Regions from separate parts of the Mus musculus genome. Here region 2 is linked to region 1. A link is a contact called in public Hi-C data. All regions are on one chromosome and are shown on one strand. The core of a region is the stretch at or near the end of the contact, and the rest is flanking DNA. Distances in the headings are between cores, read along the strand shown.

Region 1 (5,454 bases), core at 1,810-4,309:
GTTGCTCATTTGAAAGAGGAAAGCTAACTTTACATTCTTGACTTTGGTACCTGACAGTAGACTGTTGCCTACGACTGCGATTTCCCTTTGCCTTTTTCTCTTCCCAGGATGGAACTCATGACTAAGGTACACAGTCTTTTGTATGCATTCCTTGTTGGTAAGAGTCTGCTTTGTTTTCTCGGCTACTTGATGGCCATGGATGGAGGATTGTATGGGATTTAGTTGTTCTAATTCCCAGGAGTTGTTCCCTATGTGAGAACTGAAATGGGTCTGTCTGGGCCAAAGGATGGGAGTTAGTGTCCTTGCTGCCTATTGGCAGGTCACAGATACTACTAAAGTCATCAAAGATCATTCTTCATTACAGCCATGAGCACTAATAAACAAACGTCATCCGAGAGCTATTCACTCATTTACCTAGGTCTATAAATACTATAAATACTGGACATAGAGAATAGACTATGGTATTGTAGTCTTGAATTCCATCATTTGTAAAGATGCAAATAAAAAAAAATCAGAACTGCTTCAACTTGGGCAGTAATTTACTATATCCCCCACCAAAGTCAAGTATGTACAGACAGACTTCACCTGTCAAAAGAGCTGATACTTAAGATCCATGGCTGACATAGTGTGTGTGGCTAGGGATGAGATGGTAACATAGTGGAATGAATGGGACTTCTTGCATTGTACTAAATCCTGGGAGCAGACCAGGATGTGCTGGTTGTGTTGCATCTGAGAAGCGTCAGGATGGAGTGGAGGGGGGATGGGGGTGGAGTGGGGGTGGGGAGGATGCCTTCAGCCATGGAGCCAGGCATCATTGCTGAGGCTGACACATTAAGATTAAAACCTGAAGGATGCTAAACCACCAACTGAATCTCCTAAGGATAAAAACATTCCAGGTCGAGGGGAAAGGGCTTGGGGCCCTGAGGAGACCATCTAACCTTAGGAGTAGTCAGAAGGCACAAGAAGCTTGAGATGGAAGAACAGAATTGATTTTCAGGAGTTCCTGGATCCTGCTCAATCAATGACTGGAGGAAGCATGGTAGCGAGTTCTCCTTGATTGGCAGTGGGTTATACTCTGAACAAACTGAGGTATGTTTCTGAGGATGTTTTTCTGCTTATTCTTTGGATGCCTCATTCTTTACATAGAACTATTTCTGAATCTATTACTCTATGTTTTTAAAATTGAACCTGACCCTAAAATGTTATTCTCAAAAGAGCCTGGCATGGTGGACTTGGGCTCCTTTGGAGATAGATGGATGTGGATCTGAATGCCTCCTCAGCCACTGGGTCAACACACTGCTTACTTTCTCATTGCTATAGCAATACACTTGGCAAAAGCCACTCAAGGAAATGGGATTTCTTTATATAGTCTATCCTGGCCAGAAAATTATGACAACCAGAGTTTGGGCAGCTGGTCATGTGGCATCCACAGTCAAGAAGAAGGCCCAGGCAAAAGCTTTTCCTTACTACTATCTCCTTTTTATTCTGTCTGAAACCACAGAGCATGTAAAGAACACCCACATTTAGGATAGATTTTTTCCCAAGTTAATTAACCTAATCTTTACAGTCACTGATCAACATGCCCAGAGATTTTTCTTCTTTTTTGGCACTTTTAGATCCTATCAAGTTGACACTTTATCATAGCAGGTGTGTGTTCTTGGGCCTCCTCTTCTATATCTGGAAAATGAATTCCAAGTCAAGTAAGTACTGGCTTTGACAAATCAAATATATATTAAGTTTCCACATCTACAGATCAATATGGCTATACTAATACTGAAGAATTGCTTGGCAAATATCTGAGCCCATGGAAGTAAACAAGTTTACTGAAATGTCTAATATGAATGGGTATGCATTGAGACAAAAGGGAAAAAGTACAGAGCAAGATTTTGGAAATCTGTTGGTAGTGGATGGATTCCAGGATTGAGGGGAACAGTTAAAAGCTATAGTCACTCCACTGGGATCTATTTTCTAGGCGATCATAGACAATGCCAACATCTTTCTGAACTTCTCAATATAAGAAGTTGGTCATGTCATTTTCCTCTGAAATGTGTGATATGTTCCATCCCCCTCTCTCAGAGTCTGTCCTTGTTTTTGTTTTTGTCTCTTTTTTAAAATATTGTCATTAGAATCAGTTTCTAACCACATTAATGATGTCACAAGAACAACTGAAGGAATTTGAGAGGGGCGAGCCTTGGATTCTCCTCCAGTCTCTAAAGATATCAAAAGGAATTGATGAGCGGCATACTGCCCAAAACATATCAGCTTCACATCTCCTGCCATTAGATATCTAAACACGCCTCTCTTCATTGCTTCCACAGTGAGTTCAGTGCGTGCACACACACACACACACACACACACACACACACACACACACACACACACACACACACACACACTCCTCTGTACTTCAGGTCAACAGATCTAATTCTTCTATTTTTTTTTCAGACTTCCTGCCTGTACCGTGTAAATCTCGATGCTAAACACCTGGCAGGCTCCGTCTTGAATATGAAAGCGTACACCCTTGTGTGCAGAACACTCAGCCAATTTACGACTGCCCCTGCAAGTGGGAAACGGGTCCCGCCACAAATCTCTCTCCTTCCTCTTCAGTTTGATAAACTCTTGGCTCCTTTGTCAGGTCAGACCCTCTCTTGGACTTGTGATTGAAAAAAAACGTACAAATGGATTCTCAGTCACCACTCAACAGAGCCAGTTGACAGAGCTCCATGGAATCCTTCTGCAGGGAGGCAGGCTTTTAACTTGATTGATGAAATTATATCTAAATCTAGTAGATTTGGGACTTCAAAGACATTTTTCCCTACTTAGGGCATCCCGGATGAAGGGTGTATGCTATTTGTTCCAAACTCCCAGGCTCAAGTGGTTCGCAAATTGACCCCTTTGTAATAGGGTAAAGGTTTCTTGCTAGATAACAGTGGTTCATTTTGATTAATTATGTCAGGGAATTAATGTATGATTACTAACTTTTAGCAGACCCTGCTCCTTCTGACCCCAGCTGCTTGTGTGTGTGGCTGGTTGTAATTTTCGACCGATGGGTTAGGAGAGGTCACTGTGTGGTCAGCATATTTTAAACAAAGGAAGAGAAAGAGGAGGAGAGGCCTCCAAATGGACTGGACACTAGTTCACAGCCGTGACAGAGAAGGCCTGTTAAGTGTTTTAACAGTAGGTTTTTATATATTTACTCTTGGTAAGAAAAGCTGGTTGAGCCAGAAATGGAGAGGAACCTGGGAAGATGTAGTGAATAATTAAATAGTAAAATGTTAGTCCATAAATGTCACTGTGTACCGATTTCAATCGTCTAGGAGCTTGTTAAAGACAAAATGGTGAAGTAAGAGTGTTGGTTTGGGGCAGGCCAGGAGAATTGAGATGAAAGGGTGTTTTTTTGTTGTTGTTGTTGTTGTTGTTTTTTTGTTTTTTGTTTTTTTTAATAATATGATTTTTCTAGGAGGTGGTATGGGGTTTCAATAGTTATTTTTAGATTCAGTGCTAACTGTTTAGAAGAAAGATAATGCAAACTAAGCTGGTGCCCTTTTAATTATTTTTATTTTCTGTGTTTATATCCAGTATGTGATAACCCTTCTGCTGGAGTGCTCCTATCCTTAAGTGTGAACTAAGAATTTCACAGACCACACAGTCTGCCCATTCCACGAAATCTGTTCTCAGTGCCCATTGATTTCTGAGATGAGCTGAGATATCTTGGTCTTTTGTCTCCATGAACATAAACATGTTTATCACAAGAATTAGGTTTGCAGGGTTCTGAGAGAACATTGCTAAGGCTTGTTTTGGAAAGCTAACTTTCTTTCAACATTCAACTGTGAGGTTTCCTCTCCACAAATGCTATGGATGATATCAATCGTTTGCTGATTGTGACTTCATTGAAATACAAAAAAGTTCCAAGGGAGAAAGAAAAGAAGAGGCCATTATAGGATAAACAGAAGTAAGTGTGTGTGTGTGTTTGTATGTCATGTGTCTGTGTGAATGTCTGTGTGTCTGTGTGCAGATTATTATTAAAGTAACAGAGAATTGGAAGTGGCATAATTATGCAAAAAAGTTGGCTTGTACTGGGATGATGAAACCAATACTCTTGGGTTTCTAAATAAAGGCTGCATGTCATGGACCTGGGGAGAGAGAGAGAGAGAGAGAGAGAGAGAGAGAGAGAGAGAGAGAGAGAGAGAGAGGGAGAGGGGGGGGGAGGAGAGTATATTACAAAGGAAAGTGTTACATGATACCACATTCAACTTTTAAACATTATAAAGCCCCCTTTCTCTAAGGTGGTTCAGAAATAAATTGTGTTTTAGCATTCAGATTTTGTTAGCTCTGTCCAGAAGGATGCGAGAGAGGCACTGGGCTGACCATGGCTGATCACCCAGAGCCTTTATGGGCAACATAATCACAATTACTGTATTTCAAACAAGCCCCTTTCAAAAATTAGAGGTGTTGATGACTTTAATGGGCATATAGACCATTTGTCTGTTCCATTATTGCAATTACTGTCTGGTTTGGTATCTTCTCTCTGACAGTGGCTAATGCTGTATACTTCAAAGGAAGATACAAACCCTCAATAATGCATTTATGGTCCAATTCACATTCAGCTCTTCATGTCCCCGCCATGGTCACCCCAACTACTTCTATAGTCACAAGTGCCTGTGGACCTGCACATGACAAATACACACTGCTATGGAGGAAGGCTTTATTGAAGAAATATCTTTGCACTGAACCTATAGAATTGGTCCTTTAGAAATAGGCAATGTGAGAAAAGAATGACAGGAACAGTCTAGGTGTTTAAGTCGTAGAGAGAAAGAGGCAGGGCTACCTCCCTTAGTCCTCTTATTGAAGCCCAACTATCTCACATCATCTGGACATCTTAGGATAAAAGGAAACCTTCCTTGGAAACACCTGCAGCATTTTTTTAAGGGATTTAAAACACAAATCCATTGGAAAATTGTCTTCTCTCACAACCCAACCTCTTACTTTTCTGTGCATGTAGTTGTGGAAATAGGTAGACAATATATGTTGAATACCACACATATGTATTTTAAAATATCTCTAAGTTATATATGTATGGATCATATCCCATATTCATATCCTAATTATCTCAATACATTTCCTCATGCCTTGTGTTACAGAAGACATGATCTTTACTCTTATTTTAAGATGGTGAGATGCAATATGGCATGGTACACCTGCACACATCTAAAAGACAGCAACCAGAGGAAAGGGCTTTGGGAGGACACATGTCTCTATGCTTGTGTGCTGGTTTCCATTCAGATTTCCTGAAGAACAGGGCTGATTTACCAACAGCCAGGATGTTCAGTGGCTCTGTCACTCATATTCTCTTATTGTCCAGACAAGTGTGACTACTGCTCTTCACCAGGTCTTACCAGGGTCACAGCAAACATTCTGGTGTCATCCCAAGACCTCAAAGTCTATAGGGTTTTG
Region 2 (5,145 bases), core at 1,400-3,899, 340 kb before region 1:
AAAAAAAATTTATATTATGTGTATTGGTATTTTGCCTGCATGTCTGTCTGGGTGAGGGTTTCATGTCCCCTGGAACTGGAGTTACAGACAGGTGTGAGATTCCATGTGGGTGCTAGGAATTGATGCCTGAACTCTTAATCTTTCAGACTCTGGTTACCTGAAAACATTTCCCCAGTTTTTTGTTTTTTGTTTTGTTTTGTTTGTTTGTTTTCATTTCTCACAGCACACAGTAAAGAAGTATTTATAACTTTATTTATTTGGGACTTGCTTCCCATGGATCCCTCAGAAGGTGTGATGCCCCTTCTTATTTAATCAGTTGAGAAGTTTCTGGGTTCCCAGAGGTTTGGCCCTGCAATGAAGTATACCATGCTTGCAACCAATGGGAACTTCATATCTAGGAGGGCAGAGATACACTTCAGGGCAACAAAGGACCACAGAGGACTCCCAACACTTCAGAGTCTCCAACAAATTATCAGAATGCAGTGGGACACACTTTGTAGTATCCATTTGCTGATTTATGGTTTTAACTATGGGTATAGGTTTATTGGGATGATGGCTTTGTCACCCTGATGTTGATAACTATCACCAAATACAATGAAGAAGAAAGTTTCCACCAAATGATGTCATCCACAAAGGCCTTGTGTTGTTGGGGAAAAAAAAAAAAAGATAAAATAAGCAGACAAAAACAAAGAGGACAGCGGGAGGAAGAAAAAATGATGTACTCCTCATTTTAGAAACGAAACCTTGGAAGAACATTGAAGATAAGAATCTGTTGGAAACTTCTGGGCTAAGAGGCTAAATGTAGTTATTCTTCTGTTTACATGAATACATCCTTCAGTACACACACACACACACACACACACACACACACACACACACACCACATTCTTTTTTTCCTCTCTTCTTCCTTTTTCTTCTTTTTGGTTGACCTACAAGATGGCCCAGCTGAGTGATTGGTTCTGGGATGAGGGGAGAGGCTGGTCACAGTAATTCACTGCTTCCTTGGCATGCTAGTTAATGTTCTGAGGAAAGAAGAGTTCCCGGTTCTAGAGTAGCCACACAAAGTCTGTAACTGATGAGAAGATCCTTACCCAGAAGGAACTCCATGGATAGAGCAAACAGAAGGGCACAGAGCAGAAAACCTGGGGAGCTGTCTCTAGGACACGGCTGAATACCTGGGTTCAGGCGTACCTAATGCAGGGAGGCTCCAGATTCCTCTTGGATAAAAACTAGTTTGTTTCTCCTTTTGGTTTTAGTTGGTTTGAGTTGACTTTTTATCACTTTCTAATGGAAGATTTATGAATAATATCCTATGCTAGGGACACAAACATAGACATACTATCATATGCATACAGCCATTAAACATTTAGAACATGCTTGCTTTATAGAAGGGATAGCCTCTGACAGCAAAAAACCATGAGAGCTACCTTTAGATTCTTTCAGATAAAGAAAATCAATCTCTGTGGAAAATTTAAGAATATTTGCCACATGGGGTAGCTGAGTTTGTATGTGTATATTCATATTTATGTATGTGTATGCATATGGTTAGATAATAAACTACATTTATTGATATAGGGGATATGCTTTGTTCAAATGACAAAAACTAATGTGGCCTTGTGTTAGGTTACAAGTATCCCATACTACCACCAGACGGAAGTAACTCATGAGTTCTCTGCCAGTATTTTTATTTGTGACCACATTTGTCCCATGTCCGGAGGAACCATTTCCATGGCCATGGGCTGATATCTCTGACCTTAAACAATTTGCTTAGCCTCTCAGTATTTTTCAGTTTTTATTGGTAACATGGAGATCATAATAGTAAATACTTCAACCAATTGTTATTAAGTAATAAACAAGGAAATACGTGGCAGGGACCTATCATAGGTGGCCGAGCACTGGTGATGGCTGTGATCAACCTTGGCATTGCTAGCTCTCTTCTTATGGAGGACTCTTCACTAGTACTGTGGAACCCTTGCATGCACACAGTGCTCCGTTTGCACATGTGGACAATTAAGCTACCAGTGCACACTGTCACACTCTCAAGTATTCAAATCACCCTTCTCCCTACTTGCAGGCCAATGAGACTGGGGAATGTTTTTGTCCCCTTCAACAACAACCTCCGAATCCAGTAGCACATATGAGTGCCTGGGAAACACATTTGTTTCTGCCGAAGAGTTAAAAAAAAGAAACCCATAAATGTGGTCTGGTCTTTTTGAATGCCTTTAATGAAGATGGGAAGCATCACAGTTTAAGACTCCGGTTACAGCTGTTATCCTCGTGAGCAGACCTAATTACAGGAGATGGAAGGGTTTTTTGACAAGTTTCTCTCTAACTTCATATATCTCTCGAACTCAGAAAAAGAAAAGCCTGAAGCTATCGCAGTTTCCTATGACACTGGTTACTTAAAAATACTTTTTAAAAATGAAAGACAATGTGTTCATACACAGAATGATGTCTCCGAAACATCTAAAGTTTTCTTTATCTTTTTTTTTCTTCTTCATGAAACCATGTTTTTCAAATGCTAAAAATATCTATAGGAAGATCTTCCCTTGCACAGGAAAATTCTTTTGGATTAACAACTAAGCAGTCCTTAATAGCAGCATGTGACTCTTTACAATCTTGTATGGAACCAGAAAAGGACTTGACTTGCTAGTTTCTCAAGGTTTGCTGGCAGTGTATCTGTAAACATTAGATCTCTGTGTTGTTTTATTCAGTCCTGGGAAAATGTGCTTTTATCAAGTGCTCTGGAATGGGGATGGCATTAGAAAGCAGATTTCTATCATTTTACAGGTGAAACTTTTAAACATTTTTTTCATAGAAAAAAAAACCAAAACAAACCAAAACAAACCAAAACCAACCAACCAACCAAACAAACAAACAAAAAACCCCAAATACAAAGTACAGGAAACCAAGCTTCTTCCATTAAAACTCAGATTTTGTTGCCCAGAAACTGGAAGATTCTCAGTCTGAATTTTTTTTCTTCTCTTTAAGATTCTATCACTCACTTCTGATGTTTTAACATTAAACAAACAAAGTTCTTCATTTTACATTGTTGATCGACAGATTTCCCCACCATTGTTGTATGGAGAATATTTATTTCTTTATTGTTCACTAGACTTTAAGACAACTTCCAAAGCTTCAGTTGATAGTCTAACAACCATAGATCCCGGGCATTATATAAAGAAGAACTGTGGGTTTTAGGTTTGTAAATATCAAATACATTTTTTAAAATGGGGATGTGTGTTGCTGGTGAGATGGCATATTGAATAAAAGTACTTGCTACCAAGCCTGCCCACCTGTTTGACATAAGATTCCCTGGGATCTATGAGGTGGAATGAGAAAATCAGGTCCTGCAAGTTGTTCCCTCACCTGTCTATGTGCAACATGGCATACGTGTCCTGCCCTCTCTAAATAGATGTCGAACAATTTTTTAAGTAAACAAAAGATAAGGAGTTAACTTTTATTAGTGTCTAGGAAGTGTTCTGTGTGACTTAGGTACCACTAGAAGGTGTGTTAGAATACTCTTCATTTGTTGACATGTGGAAGTGTTGGTAGACTAGTTCTAGAGAAAGGAGCCTTGGGGAAGGCTATCCTCCTGAGCTTCTTAGATTTCCCTTTTTAGTTTGAAGATAGGGTCTCTTATATTGTAGGCTGGCCTCAAAGTCATTGTTATAACCACAGATGACTTTGTTCTTTTCGCCTCAACTCTTGGAGTACTGGGATTATAGGCCTACATCACCACGTCTTGTTTTATGTGACGCTGGGCATCTGATCTAGGTCCTAGTATATACTGGGGAAACCTTCCATTGACTGGGCGACATCCCTCACCTCTCCGAGAACATTTGTGACTTCCAAGCAATTCTCCAGAGTGAAGCTCAAACTTTGAATTTAGGTTCAGTAGATGTTGTGCAATGAGAAGTATTAACACACTCAAAACACTAAGTTCACCTGGGTAATGCCTTTCACCCCATAGATCTACCTGCCCATTCTGCTCATGCATCTGTCTTTCCCATCATCCTCCTGGCCTCTGCTAGACGTGATCATTTGTCGTCTGTTGTTTTTATGGGTGAGGCTGAGTTATTCTGCGGTGGAATCTATCAGGCAGGTCTCTGTGAGCCTTTCAGCATTCAAGCCTGTACACAGTGTAGTCTGGATCCTACGTTTACAGTGAGGCTCATTGCAATACCTGCCCAATCTTAAAGTCTCAACTTGAGGTTTCTCTTTCTAGAGCATCACAGTACATCTACTACATCCTCTTCTAGCTCCCTGCTCTCACGTACTTGTCTGTAAACATTCAGTTCAAAACTCCAGAAGTGTTCAATAAGCTCACCATACAAATACATGCCTTTAGGATAGAAGGATGGGGGATGCTGTCTTAGTACATTGTCTCACAACTTCATTTGAAACTACATTTTATTTTTAATTTTTCTCATACCAAGGATAGATGATTGAACCTAGGACCTCAAGAACACAAGGCAAGTGCCCCCCTACTGAATGCCAACCCCGGACCAGTATGCTTCCTTTCAATGGATAGCTTTGGATAATGGCTTAAGCATAAAGCTGGTGAGTCTCAAGAGACGAACAGATCCATACACTTCATAAGTAGTTTCTTTTGTAAACTTTGTGGTTATAACTTGGTAGCATTCTTGAGAAACTGACTACCTAGAAATGATGGCTGGACATCCAGAAGCCATCACTGAAGGAGAGGGCTCAAAGATCTGCAAAGGATCAAATCAAGCCTCTGCAGTTCCCTGGAGGGTGGTTCAGCTATTGAAGGAGCGTGGGAGCATTCAGTAGTCAGTGACTTCTGCATGGTATTTGCATGCAGGGAACTTTGAAAAGGTTACATTTCTGTTCTGTGTTCATATTTACTTTGTGTTAAGGTTATAGGATGTCTTTGGCGATCTTACTGTTGCTATTTTTATGAACTCCAAATCAGTGTTCAAGTGGAATAGAGTGAAAATTTGAGCTCCAGCGACAATAACCATATTTGATGTTCCCGTAACATTCAAGTTGCAGTATTTCTGAGATTCAGAAAAAAAAACCCAACCAAAATTTGGCCTTTGCCTCAAACTCTACAGAAAGAAGGAAACTTTTTGGTTACACATCTCAGAGATTCCTTTCCTCTCTTTATACTTACAGCAA

The links. Hi-C and Micro-C count contacts between places; a contact is called where the count stands out from the background.
Region 2: a contact with region 1 is called in a Hi-C map of uterus, with 4 times the contacts expected there. The contact joins two enhancer-like sites. A contact is called at or near these places in 2 of 484 Hi-C or Micro-C datasets (nephron progenitors and uterus).

What each region holds. Positions count from the first base shown.
Region 1 is chr7:70,793,637-70,799,090 of GRCm38.p6, forward strand. No RefSeq gene overlaps it. Among named protein-coding and RNA genes, the nearest start is that of Gm39032, 5.7 kb to the right of the region's middle. Within about 2 kb of position 3,060, at least 8 of the 459 cell types and tissues checked have an H3K27ac peak or open chromatin away from gene starts, as enhancers often do. A contact at or near this core is called in uterus, where this site is marked.
Region 2 is chr7:70,457,127-70,462,271 of GRCm38.p6, forward strand. No RefSeq gene overlaps it. Among named protein-coding and RNA genes, the nearest start is that of Gm44812, 49 kb to the right of the region's middle. Within about 2 kb of position 2,650, at least 1 of the 459 cell types and tissues checked has an H3K27ac peak or open chromatin away from gene starts, as enhancers often do. A contact at or near this core is called in uterus, where this site is marked.